Linked DNA regions of Sus scrofa: regions 1 and 2 are each linked to region 3. A link is a contact called in public HiChIP or PLAC-seq data. All regions are on one chromosome and are shown on one strand. The core of a region is the stretch at or near the end of the contact, and the rest is flanking DNA. Distances in the headings are between cores, read along the strand shown.

The links. HiChIP or PLAC-seq counts read pairs in DNA pulled down with a chosen protein or histone mark.
Region 1: an H3K27ac HiChIP or PLAC-seq map of alveolar macrophages shows a contact between it and region 3. The contact joins two enhancer-like sites. A contact is called at or near these places in 1 of 5 promoter capture datasets (liver), 8 of 47 Hi-C or Micro-C datasets (embryonic fibroblasts, epiblast stem cells, fetal skeletal muscle and 3 more) and 1 of 2 datasets of contacts at active chromatin or transcription factors (alveolar macrophages).
Region 2: a contact with region 3 is called in an H3K27ac HiChIP or PLAC-seq map of alveolar macrophages. The contact joins two enhancer-like sites. A contact is called at or near these places in 1 of 5 promoter capture datasets (fetal liver) and 1 of 2 datasets of contacts at active chromatin or transcription factors (alveolar macrophages).

What each region holds. Positions count from the first base shown.
Region 1 is chr2:15,006,201-15,010,017 of Sscrofa11.1, reverse strand. No RefSeq gene overlaps it. Among named protein-coding and RNA genes, the nearest start is that of C1QTNF4, 12 kb to the left of the region's middle. Within about 2 kb of position 1,812, at least 7 of the 83 cell types and tissues checked have an H3K27ac peak or open chromatin away from gene starts, as enhancers often do. A contact at or near this core is called in alveolar macrophages, where this site is marked.
Region 2 is chr2:14,973,797-14,978,020 of Sscrofa11.1, reverse strand. No RefSeq gene overlaps it. Among named protein-coding and RNA genes, the nearest start is that of MTCH2, 7.1 kb to the left of the region's middle. Within about 2 kb of position 2,805, at least 16 of the 83 cell types and tissues checked have an H3K27ac peak or open chromatin away from gene starts, as enhancers often do. A contact at or near this core is called in alveolar macrophages, where this site is marked.
Region 3 is chr2:15,141,039-15,144,975 of Sscrofa11.1, reverse strand. CELF1 (CUGBP Elav-like family member 1) reads right to left here. Exons shown (of 16, transcript XM_021083082.1): 10 at 3,444-3,519; 11 at 1,824-1,952; 12 at 848-961. Among named protein-coding and RNA genes, the nearest start is that of RAPSN, 24 kb to the left of the region's middle. Within about 2 kb of position 2,020, at least 5 of the 83 cell types and tissues checked have an H3K27ac peak or open chromatin away from gene starts, as enhancers often do. A contact at or near this core is called in alveolar macrophages, where this site is marked.

The DNA.
Region 1 (3,817 bases), core at 563-3,062, 130 kb after region 3:
GCCAGGGATCGAAACCTTATGGATCGAGTCCTTATGGATGCTAGTCAGATTCATTTCTGCTGAGCCATGATGGGAACTCCTCTAATTCTCAAATAACCATGACAGCTACCACATACCAAATATTTACTGTGACACTGTACTCAGTTTAATGTGCCAATAAAAGAATTATCTTCCTGAGGCTTAATATGATCAAATAACTAGTCTGAGGTCACACGGCTAAGTGACAGAGCTGGAAGTTGCTCCCATTCCACCATCCTGCCTCCCAGTACCCTAGCCTTAAAAAAAAAAAACTGCTCAAGGCCACTCCTTCATGAAGTCTCCCCTGAGTTCCCCCAACCTGATGTGAGCTTTTCCTCTTGTGGATGCCAGGGATGTGGTTTCAACCTCTCCTGGCACACCCTGCCTGTCCAAGAGCCATCACAGCAAGTGTTCAGGAGACGCAGCGAGGATGCTTTCATGCACCAGGCTTTTTGCTGTTTTACATGCTTCTCAATTTACTCCTCTCCAAATTCCTAGCTTTTACCTTCTCATCAGACCGCATCTCCTTCCCCAGAGCACAGGAATGCCACAGGGGCCAGGGAGAGAGTTCTTGCACCCTCACCGCCTGGAGCACAGGGCTCTGCACACTTAGTAACTGAGGGCTGTACTTACAGACTCTAAATGTGGGCCCCTCAGGGGAGGAAGGGCCTGAGATGCTGAGTTCCAGGGTGAGGTGAGCAGTCCCAAGCAAGCTGCGGCTCTGTTCTGTTTTCACTCTCCTTTTCTGTTTCCAGCCAAAGGACATTCTCAACAATCTTGGTGATGCCAGGAGGCCCAGACGGGATGGAAAACCAGTAGGCACACTTCTGCTTCTTGTCCTTATCTCCCCTCTGGCTCTTCATGCGACTCCATTTGGAAATAAACTGCAAAACCTAATAGATTTTCCATGGAAATGTGGCACATACCAGGGAACAGTCCATTCTCCTGGCTGCCTTAGTGAGGCCAAAATCGGTGCTAGAGAAGGTTCTCTCAGCCACGGTGTCATCCTGGAGACTTTGAGGGGGTGGGGGTGGGCAGGGTTTCTTTCATTATCTGCTCTCCCTCTCAGCAAGTTGGTGTGTCTTGAATAGCTCCTCCAGGTCACAGCTTTGTTCCCTCCCCGCTTTTCCTTGACACTCTCCAAAGCACTGTTCTCCAGCCATATTTTGGTGTTTGGAACTAATAACTATGTATCTGAAAACACTCTTTTTCTGGGTGGCAGTAAGTTGATTCCAGAACAATTGTGGTGCTTTTCTGTTTTGGTTTGTTTGTGTTTGAGAGGGCCTAAAAAGCTCCTGGGCCTTGGATTTTTTTCTTTCTTTTTCTTTTTAGGGCCACACCTGAGGCATATGGAGGTTCCCAGGCTAGGGGTCCAGTCGGAGCTACAGCTGCCGGCCTATGCCACAGCCACAGCCACATCAGATCTGAGCCACATCTATGACCTATGCCACACAGCTCACAGCAACACCAGATCCTTAACCCACTAAGCAAGGCCAGGGATTGAACCCGCAACCTCACAGTTCCTAATCAGATTCATTTCCACTGTGCCACGATGGGAAATCCTGAGGCCAGGGATTGAACCTGCACCTCAGCAGCGACCTGAGCTGCAGCAGTGACAATGGTGGATCCTTAACCTAATGCGCCACAAGGGAATTTCAGAATAACTGTGGTTTTAATACAAAATCTGCCCGATTGGTCCCAGACAGGAGATTTGGGGCCTGGACTGCAGAGGAACCCTTTTAGGAGAGCATGACAAATGGGTATTTCAACATTTTGTCTCAGGGCCATGGAATCATGGCAGCGTTAGACCCGCCTCCCCACCAAAGCTTGGGGAAGCAGCACACAGACGAAGAGGCTGAGTCATATGGACAAAGCTGGCTGTAAGGGAAACACTTTCAGTTGCTTTAGAAATCAATTTGTTACCATCTAAGATGTTCTCCAGAAAAGTTGTTTTTTGATTGATGGCAAAAAACCCCCTTCCATTTGCAACTTTTTCCTTCTAAGACAAAAATCAGAGGCCAAGATCCTGACTCTCTCAAGTCTGAAGACTTAAGATGAAGGATTAATAGAGGTGGAAAAAGTTAAATGAGAGTTTACATGTGACATCCTTAAAGAAGCCTTAAAAAAAAAAAAAAAAAAAAAAAGTCTCTCCAGAGGAGATAAAATACACATCTTTATATTTAAAAAATAAACCAAAAGGACTTCCCTTGTGGCACAAGAGATTAAGGATCTGGCCTTGTAGCAGTGTGGGTTGCTGCTGTGGCACAGGTTCCATCCCTGCCCCTGGGAACTTCCATATGCCACAGGTAGAGCCAAAACCAAAAAAACCCCTCCCAACCAAAATCCCAAAGATAGAGTATTCTGGCACTTAGGGAGGCAGCCTGAATGAACCTGTTCAACATGCAAGGCTTTTCTAGAAGAATCCACAGAGAAGCTGACATGTACATCACTGTCAAATGTTATCCTTCAAATGTAGCACAGGTTCCAATGCATTGGACTGATGGCACTCCTGGGAATAAATCCTTTGCTTTCCACATCTGCATAAACCATAATAGTCCAGAAAAGTAAGAGTGATCATTTCTTTTCAGTTGCTTTACTTATTTTTCATTCTGAAGAGGCAAAAACTATGTCTTTCCTGATTTAAGACGATTCTACTCTATTGTGAGGGAGGTTAGTTCTTTAGTTTACTGATTTGATTAGAACACACAGCATTGCTCCTGAGATAGACCAATCACTTATCATTTGGTTCACTGGCTACTTCTTTCTCAGCATTTCATTGCTTCTATGAAGCAGTAAACATGTCTTGGAATTCAAGTCAGGTTTGAATCCTGCTCTGAAACTCACTAGCTCTGTAATTTTGAATGAGTTACTTACTCTGAGTCTCATTTTATTTTTCAAGTAGGACTACTCACTCTACCAAAGACTGTGAGAATTAGCACTTACACCTCAGGCCTGGTAGTCATTACTCACCATTATTCTCTCTTCTGGCTTCCTCACCTGCCATAACACCTTAAACTGACCAACTTTATGTACTGCTACTTCCCCAGCTACAGTTTTTCTATACAGCCCATGAGGCTAATGTTTTAGGGGTCTGTTTTTTTTTTTTTTTTGTCTTTTTGCCATTTCTTGGGCTGCTCCTGCGGCATATGGAGGTTCCCAGGCTAGGGGTCTAATCGGAGCTGCAGCCACCAGCCTACGCCAGAGTCGCAGCAACGCAGGATCCGAGCCACGTCTGCAACCTACACCACAGCTCACGGCAACGCCGGATCGTTAACCCACTGAGCAAGGCAGGGATCAAACCTGCAACCTCATGGTTCCTAGTCGGATTCGTTAACCACTGCACCACAACTCCCAGGGGCCTGTTTTTTTGGTCTCTTTAGGGCTGCACCCGAGGCATATGGAGAGTCCCAGGCTAAGGGTCAAATCGGAGCTGCAGCTGCCAGCCTACACCAGAGCCATAGCAACGCTGGATCTGAGCCACTTCTGTGACCTGCACCACGGCTCACGGCAACCTCAGATCCTAAATCCACTGAGCGAGGCCAGGGATCAACTGTGTCCTCATGGATACTAGTCGGGTTCATTAACCGCTGAGCCACAAATGGAACTCTTTAGGGGGCCTGTTTTAAAGGGCTAAATATAGTAATTTTTTTCCCACAGACACCAGAGAGAAGTAATGCCACTGTGTAGGCCTTGAACTCGGTGCTGGATGTAGTCCCCCACCCCCTTTTACTTTTTGCTTTAGGGCCACACTTGAGGCACATGGAAGTTCCCAGGCTAGGGGTCACATCAGAGCTACAGC
Region 2 (4,224 bases), core at 1,556-4,055, 170 kb after region 3:
GCTGCAAACACACACACACACACACACACACACACACACACACAGGAACAGATGTTCTTTCACTGGGTGTTGTTGGGTCTTGGTGGTTTGCCTGGATCTGCTGCAGTCTGTAGCCAACAGGGCAGAGTTAACTTGGAGGGCAAAGTTGGCACTGAAGGTGGCAGAGCCAGAAGATGGGAAAGCCTGGATCTTTGACAATGCCTGAGTCCTAAGCAGTCCTGGAGCTGCCCTGCATCTGGCCTTCTTGTTTGTATGAAGCAATAACTGTTTCATTTGAATTTTGTTTCCTTGTGTAGACTGTGGTTGATATCAGTCTAGTTAGGAAAGGCAGATGACTACACAATTTGGTGCACAGAGGTCAAAGTCTCTAGGAGCCAAAGGAAGGACTGGTGAGTTTTCCAGGGGGAAATGGCATCAACGGCAGTTTTGCAGAGTGGCCAGATTCTCAGGGAAGCAGAGTTGGAGACTGAGGGCACAACAGGGCCATATCAGAGACGGACCCCTGTATGGGGACCAACATAATCAGATTGGACTTGAATGGGCTCATTTTGGCTGCTCTGCCAAAGAACAGTCAGCTGGGAGACCAGATTTAATTTAGGAGAACGATGATGCCCTGAACTAAGGGGTGAAGTTTATGGATTTACTTAGCAAGTAAAGTCGCTAGTACCTGACTGAATGTGGAGAAACAGGGTTACAAGCATGGCAATGATGGTGGGACTGTTTCCTGGGGGAAACAGCAATGGGAGGCTCTGGTTTCAGGAAAAGGTAACAGAGCATTTCCATTTTGGACACACTGCCTCTGAGGTGCAGAGGGAAATGAGGTGGACATGGAGGGAGACAGTGGATCTAGTGGTCTGGGATACAGGGGAGCCTGACCCAGGACAGGTGCCAAGGGTGGGTGGAACGCCCAGGGCATATTCAGAGAGTTAAGATAAGTGGTGCCTCAGAAGACAAGAGGCCGTATCACATTGTGAATTTTTTTTTTTTTTTTTTTTTTTTTAGGGCCCCACCTGTGGCATACAGACATTCTCAGGGTAGAGGTCTAATGGGAGCTGCAGCTGACAGCCTACATCTCAGCCATAGCAATGCTAGATTCGAGCTGTATCTGTGACCTACACCACAGCTCACAGCAACACTGGATTCTTTTTTTTTTTTTTTTTGTCTTTTTGGTCTGTTGTTGTTGTTGTTGTTGTTGCTATTTCTTGGGCCGCTCCCCGGCATATGGAGGTTCCCAGGCTAGGGGTCCAATCGGAACTGCTGTAGCCACCGGCCTACGCCAGAGCCACAGCAACGTGGGATCCGAGCCGCGTCTGCAACCTACACCACAGCTCACGGCAACGCCGGATCGTTAACCCACTGAGCAAGGGCAGGGACCGAACCCGCAACCTCATGGTTCCTAGTCGGATTCGTTAACCACTGCGCCACGACGGGAACTCCAACGCTGGATTCTTAACCCACCGAGTGAGGCCAGGGATCGAACCTGCATCCTCATGGGTGCTAGTCCGATTCATGTCTGCAGAGCCACGATGGGAACTCCTATATTGTGATACTTTAACATTTTATTTAGTTCAAGTATAGTTGGTTTACAATGTTGGTGGTTCTGTGCATAGCAAAGTGATTCAGTTATACATATCTATACATATTCTTTTCCATTATGGTTTATTACAAGGACATAGTGCCCTGGGCTATATAGTAAGTCTTTATCGGTTATCTATTTTATGTATAGCAGTTTGTATCTACTAATATCAAACTCCTATTTCATCCCTCCCCAACCCCTTTCCCCTTGGGTAACCATAAGTTTGTTTTCTATGTTTGTAAGTCTGTTTCTGTTTCATAAATAAGTTTGTGTCATACTTTAATTTTTTATGGCCACATATAGACCCAGGCTAGGGCTCAAATCAGAGCTGCAGTTGTGCCACAGCCATGGCAACAATGGATCTGAACAGCATCTACAAACTACACTGAAGCTTGTAGCAATGCTGGATCCTTAGTTGATTTCATTAACCGATGAGCCACAAAGGGAATTCTTGTTTGCAGTTTTCTCCCTACCCCTACGTGACCAGAGCCTAGCTGCTTTTATTTATTTATTTATTTATTTATTTATTTATTTATTTATTTATTTTGCTTGTTAGGGACACACATGTGGCACATGGAAGTTCCCAGGCTAGTGGTAGAATTGGAGCTACGCTGCCAGCCTACACCACAACCACAGCAACACAGGATTCAAGCCACGTCTGTGACCTACACCACAGCTCACAGCAACACCAGATCCTTAACCCACTGAGCAATGCCAGGGCTTGAACCCTCATCCTCATGGATACTACTTGGGTTCTTTACCACTGAGCCCCAAAGTGAACTCCCAGAGCCTAGCTTCTTCTTCTTTTTTTCTTTTTTTTTTGTCCTCCCTGACCCCAGAGCCTAGCTTCTTAACCACTGCTTCCTAGTGAGACTGCTTGCTGGAAGAGAGTAGCAGGGAGTGAGTAGGGGATTTGAGGAAAGGGAGGTGTAAATAGCCATGGAGGAAGGGTGAGAGAAATTCAGTTTCAGAAGCAGAAGATAGATTTCCAAGGCTAGAGGAGACACGTGGGCACTGGTCTGATTCACTCAATGACATGTTTTCCTGCAGCCATCTCAGCAGCCTGGGTGTAGCATAGAGAAGACAGATGGTTGGGTTGGCTGGAAGGATCCAAAGTTGGGGAACTACCAGGTGGATGTGGCAGAAGGACAGAGGGTGAGGAGTCGGGGGGTGGGGTGGGGGATGCTGGCAAGAAAGAGGTTGATGTAATGCACCCTGGAGTCTGGGCTGAATGGGGGAGGAAGTGAAGCCGAGGGAGGGAGAGAGAGGAGTCGCTGGAGTTTGAGCTCAGCTGAGAAGGGGTTTACTAAAGTGATTTTTGGTCACTGAATCCAACCAATTCCGGGAGCTACAGGGAGCGATAACTTGCCAAGTTTGGAGGGAGCAAGATGGGGGTGGGGGTCTGTACTTAGAGCAAACAAAGTGTCTCTGTTTCCCCAAGGACCAGAGGCTGAGAGAAGACTCAGCTGGCCTGGGCCAAACAGGGAAGTTGTTTAAGGCACATTATTGCAATCTGTGATCAACAGCTGGAAGATGTGTTCAAACAAATGTGATGTGGTGAAAATGAAGGGACCTTAGAGATCATTTCAGTGGCAGTCACTTTACTTTTAAGGTCAGGGAACAAAGGTCCAGAGCTGTTAAGCAACTGCACCCCTCACCCCTGAGCCTGGGTGGGATTCAAACCCAGGTATTTTAATTTTTGGCTGGTAGCTTTCTTTAACTCAGGACAAAGATCTACAGCTACAGCAGCATGTCTTACTGACGGGTTTGTTTTGGTTCACTAGTCTGTTCTCCACCTGGGCTTTAAGCACAGGGGCAGGCCTCCTGAATCTGAGCTGCAGCTGCGGCAACGGCAGAGCCTTTAACCCACTACACTGGGTTAGGCTGGGGAATCTAACAGGAGCCACATCAGTGACCAGAAAAACTGTAGTCAGATTCTTTTTTTTTTTTTTTTAGGGCCACATTTGCGGCATATGGAGGTTCCCAGGCTAGGGGTCCAATCGGAGCTACAGCTGCCAGCCTATGCCACAGCCACATCAGCACAGGATCCAAGCCAAGTCTGTGACCTACACCACAGCTCATGGCAACGCCGGATCCTTAACGCCGGAGTGAGGACAGGGATTGAACCCGCCTCCTCATGGTGCCTAGTCAGATTCATTGCCTCTGCGCCACGATGGGAATTCCCCTGTAGTCGGATTCTTAACCTTGAGTGCATTCTTTTTTTTTTTTTTTTTTGTCCTTTTAGGGCCACACCCTCGGCCTATGGAGGTTCCCAGGCTAGGGGTCCAGGCGGAGCTGTAGCCACCAGCCTATGCCACAGCCACAGCAACACCAGATCCGAGCCACATCTGCGATCTACACCACAGTTCGTGGCAACGCCAGATCCTTAACCCACTGAGCAAGGCCAGGGATCAAATCTGAAACCTCATGGTTCATAGTCAGATTCGTTAACCACTGAGCCACGACAGGAACTCTCATGCGTCATTTTTAAAATGCAAGAATTTTGTAGATCTTGCATTTTAAAAATGGTACCCAACCATTATGCAACTACCATCACTGGTTTAGCTGTGTTGTCACCAAATTCCATCCCAGCTATTGGCAAAAATCCCACACAAAAGGCTCTGCTTTGCAGAAACAGAACTGCCAAC
Region 3 (3,937 bases), core at 771-3,270:
CTTGTGGCTAGTGTGGGCATTTCAATGCCACAGCCATTATCTTCTTCCAACCTGCGCAAGAAGTGATACTATTTATTACACAGGACTTGCCCAATTTTCTCTTCGGCTTTGTCGTATTTTCTCACAAAGAGCTGGAATGTGGAAAATAAGTCCCAGAGTGGGGAATAAAAGGAGTGCATGGGGTCTATGACAAGATGTGGGCAAATCCGACCATCAAAATCACAGCTAACATTTATTGGGTATCTACTAAATGCCAGACACTGTACTAAATAATGTGGTCAGCACTTTACCTAGGGTCTCACCTAATTTCCTTTTTTCTTTGTCTTTTTAGGGCCACACCCAAGGCATATGGAGGTTCTCAGGCCAGGGGTCGAATTGGAGCTGTAGCCACTGGCCCACGCCACAGCCACAACACCACCAGATCTGAGTCACATCTGTGACTTACACCACAGCTCATTGCAACGCCGGATCTTTAATCCACTGCATCCTCATGGATACTAGTCAGATTCATTTCCACTGAGCCACGATGGGAACTCCTCACCTAATTTCTTAATAACCCTCAAAGTATTCTACTCTTACTCCACTGATGAGGAAATGATTTTAGAAGGGAGTCTTAAGTTACAGCTAGTTAAGGGGCAGAGATAGATAGGATTTAACTCAGGTCTGTCTCAAAATCCCATAACTTCACTTGGCCACCCCAATCATTCTTTTTTTTTCTCATTTAAAAATTTTTTTTATTAAGAGTCGATTTCACTCCAATCATTCTAACAGTGCCCCTACTTGGGTTGTTTAAAATGTGCTACCTGCACAAAAAGTAGCTTGATGACATCCAGGGACTGGCCCTCACCTGCCAAAGAGCTGACGTTGAGGCCTGCTGTTGCTCCAGCTAATGTCTGCAGGGCTCCAAGGGAGGCAATGGGGTTGACAGAGCTGCTGCTGCTGGAGCTTGGTGAGGACCCTGCTATCAGAAATCCATGAGTTAAACACAAACCAATACTTGCCTTCTCATATCGACAGGAAGCAAAATACAAGCATGATATCACATTCAAGTATTTGCTTTGTAAAGAGGTGTTCAGTTACTGATTTTTTTTTTTTTTTTTTTTTTGTCTTTTCGCTATTTCTTGGGCCGCTCCCGCAGCATATGGAGGTTCTCAGGCTAGGGGTTGAATCAGAACTGTGGCCGCTGGCCTATGCCAGAGCCACAGCAACACAGGATCCGAGCCGAGTCTGCAACCTACACCACAGCTCACGGCAACGCCGGATCATTAACCCACTGAGCAAGGGCAGGGATGGGACCCGCAACCTCATGGTTCCTAGTCGGGTTCGTTAACCACTGCGCCACGACGGGAACTCCAGTTACTGATTTTGACAACTGTCCCTGTAGGACAGAGAGGCAAGGGATGATTACAGCAAACTTAAAATGATGAAATTTCTAAGTCAGAAGATGACATTTGAAAGAAAATTTTATTTCTTAGGGCCATGCTTCGAAGCTCCCAGGCGAGGGGTTGAATGAACCAGAGCTGTGACTAAGGCCTATACCACAGCCAGAGCAATGCTGGATCCAAGCTGCATCCACCACCCACACCACAGCTTGTGGCAATGCCAGATTCGAAAGACAGTGAGTGAGGCCAGGGATCGAACCCAAATCCTCACAGAGACTGTTAGGTCCCTAACCCATTGAGCCACAACGGGAACTCCTGACATTTTATGGTTCATGATCTGACCCCTTTAGAAATGGGTGTTAGCAACTGTCCAGAATGATATACCCCTCTCTTGGGATTCTGCCCAAGGCAAACAAGGGAACATTGGCCCTACATGCTTACCTGAACTGGTGAGTACGCTGAGGGGACTGCTGGATGTAGTGAGAGCATTGGTACCACTTGGTGTGTTCTGAGCTGCACTAGCTGCTGCAGCTAGTGCAGCCAAATTCTGTAACTGCATTGCATTTAACCCTGAAACATCCAAAACAAGAGATCAGCCAGCAGATAGGGATGACTCACATCCACTCCAGCAATGACAGTGCACTCTGGCAAAAGGCTGGCCCCAAAGAGGAACTGTTCTGATAAGCCTTACAGGCAACCCTACAGGGCTCTAAAAAGAGTCAGATATCACTCAACTCATTATTAAACTTGACAACATTTCCTCAGATAAGAGACACCTAATCCAATAGTGTGCCAGCCCAAGTGAGCATTAATAAAGGGATGGACAACTGGGAAATCAGGTAAGAGGGCTGGATTCTGCGGTCCACCGTGGGGCCAGGTATCTAAGAGAAAAACAATATCCAACCCTTTGGCAGAGACCGAGTCTACATCTGAGCCCATCACTCATACTTTATAGGGGATTTGTTCTCTGCAAGTGGAGGTGAACAAGCAGAAAATGTAGTAGAGATCCAGAAAGCCACGGAGGAAAAACAGGGGAATACATGTGAAAACAGCAATAGGAAAAAGAATAAAGGGGAAAAAAACAAACAAACAAACAAAAAAAAACACCCCTTGAATAGCAGATTAATCACCAGGAGAAGAGAGAAAAGGAAAAGACTTCCAAGCAGAATCTAGGCAACACAGGTATAAGGAGAACAAGAAATGGGAACTACTCTGACATCCATTTACTAGATAATGAAAGGGCGGATGGTGGGGGTGGAAAATTAATGAGAAGGAAAAGGCTACAACACAGATTTATAATCTGACAATTTGCCAGAAACACAGCAAACTCTGAGTTCCTGGGATAAAATGAACGAAACCACCACCAAACTTTTTCAAAGGGGCACAATGCAGTTCGCCTCAGGCTGGCCCTTCCTCACAAACACTTGCTACCCTTCTCCCGCTGTAAGTGGCAGAGGCAGGAAGCTCTGAAATGGGCCCCCGCCCTACCCCCTCAACTTTTCTGACAGCCCCTGCCTCAGGCTTGTCCATGGAGCCTCCTTTTGTTATAAACTCAGGTGTTTCATCAATTAAGGTTTTCATGCATATTAATACCAACAAATGGTAATTCACCTAAGAAATAATATGTGTAAGACAATAAACTAACTGGGTTCTAGCACCTTCAGGGTAAGCCATATGCAAAGAAGCTGTCTTAGTCTCTTCCTCAGAGAGTCACTGAAGAAGTCACTTTATTATGGAAATGTCAGGGCTGCTGTAACTTTCTCTTGATCAAAATGGCTGCAGGTCCAAAGAGCTCTGCTCCTCCACCTTCCACCTCCTTAACAGAAACTTAAATGGGTGGGGGGCAGCAGACAACCTGAGAGCAATCTGGCATCAACAACCAAAAAAGCCACCTTCTAGACACAAGGTAGTTGAATCCTCAGATAGTCTTATGTCAAGTTTATGTAAAGAGTAGAAAAAAATTTTTTTTTCTTGCACAAACGGTACAGAACTCTGAGAATGCTGTTAGCTGGGTCTGCTGGCCAGGCTGCTGCTGCTCCTCTGTAGCAGTGAAACACTCACCTCCCATTGGGTGGAGGCTGCTCAGGGTGTTGAGGTTCCCAGAGGAGGCAGTCTGCTGAAGGAGCTGCAAATAAAGCTAGACATTACACCAAAAAACAGAACAAGAGTGAGAGTGAGGGCTGGTTCTGCATCTGGGATAACTCTACAGCACAGCAAAGCGAGAGTGCAGAGGCCCCCAGAGAGAAGAAAATTGAAGACAAGAACCCAAGCCAACACAATATAAACATGAGGCTTATGACTGCACAGGACAACACAATAAAGCTAAAGTTCTGGCCCAGAAGACAGTTATGTTCACTGAGTACTAAGCCAGGCTTGAGTCCCTGGTAACAGAATGCAGCACAGCAGAGGACAGAGGCAGAGCAGAGAACTAAGCTCCATTCAAGCAGCCATGCAGTCCACTGTGATGAGTGTCTGCATATGCATTTCTAGTTCCTAAATTCTCCCAAATTCTCCTTGCTTAGGTCCATACATCTTATTTTGTAGGTTTTCTTATG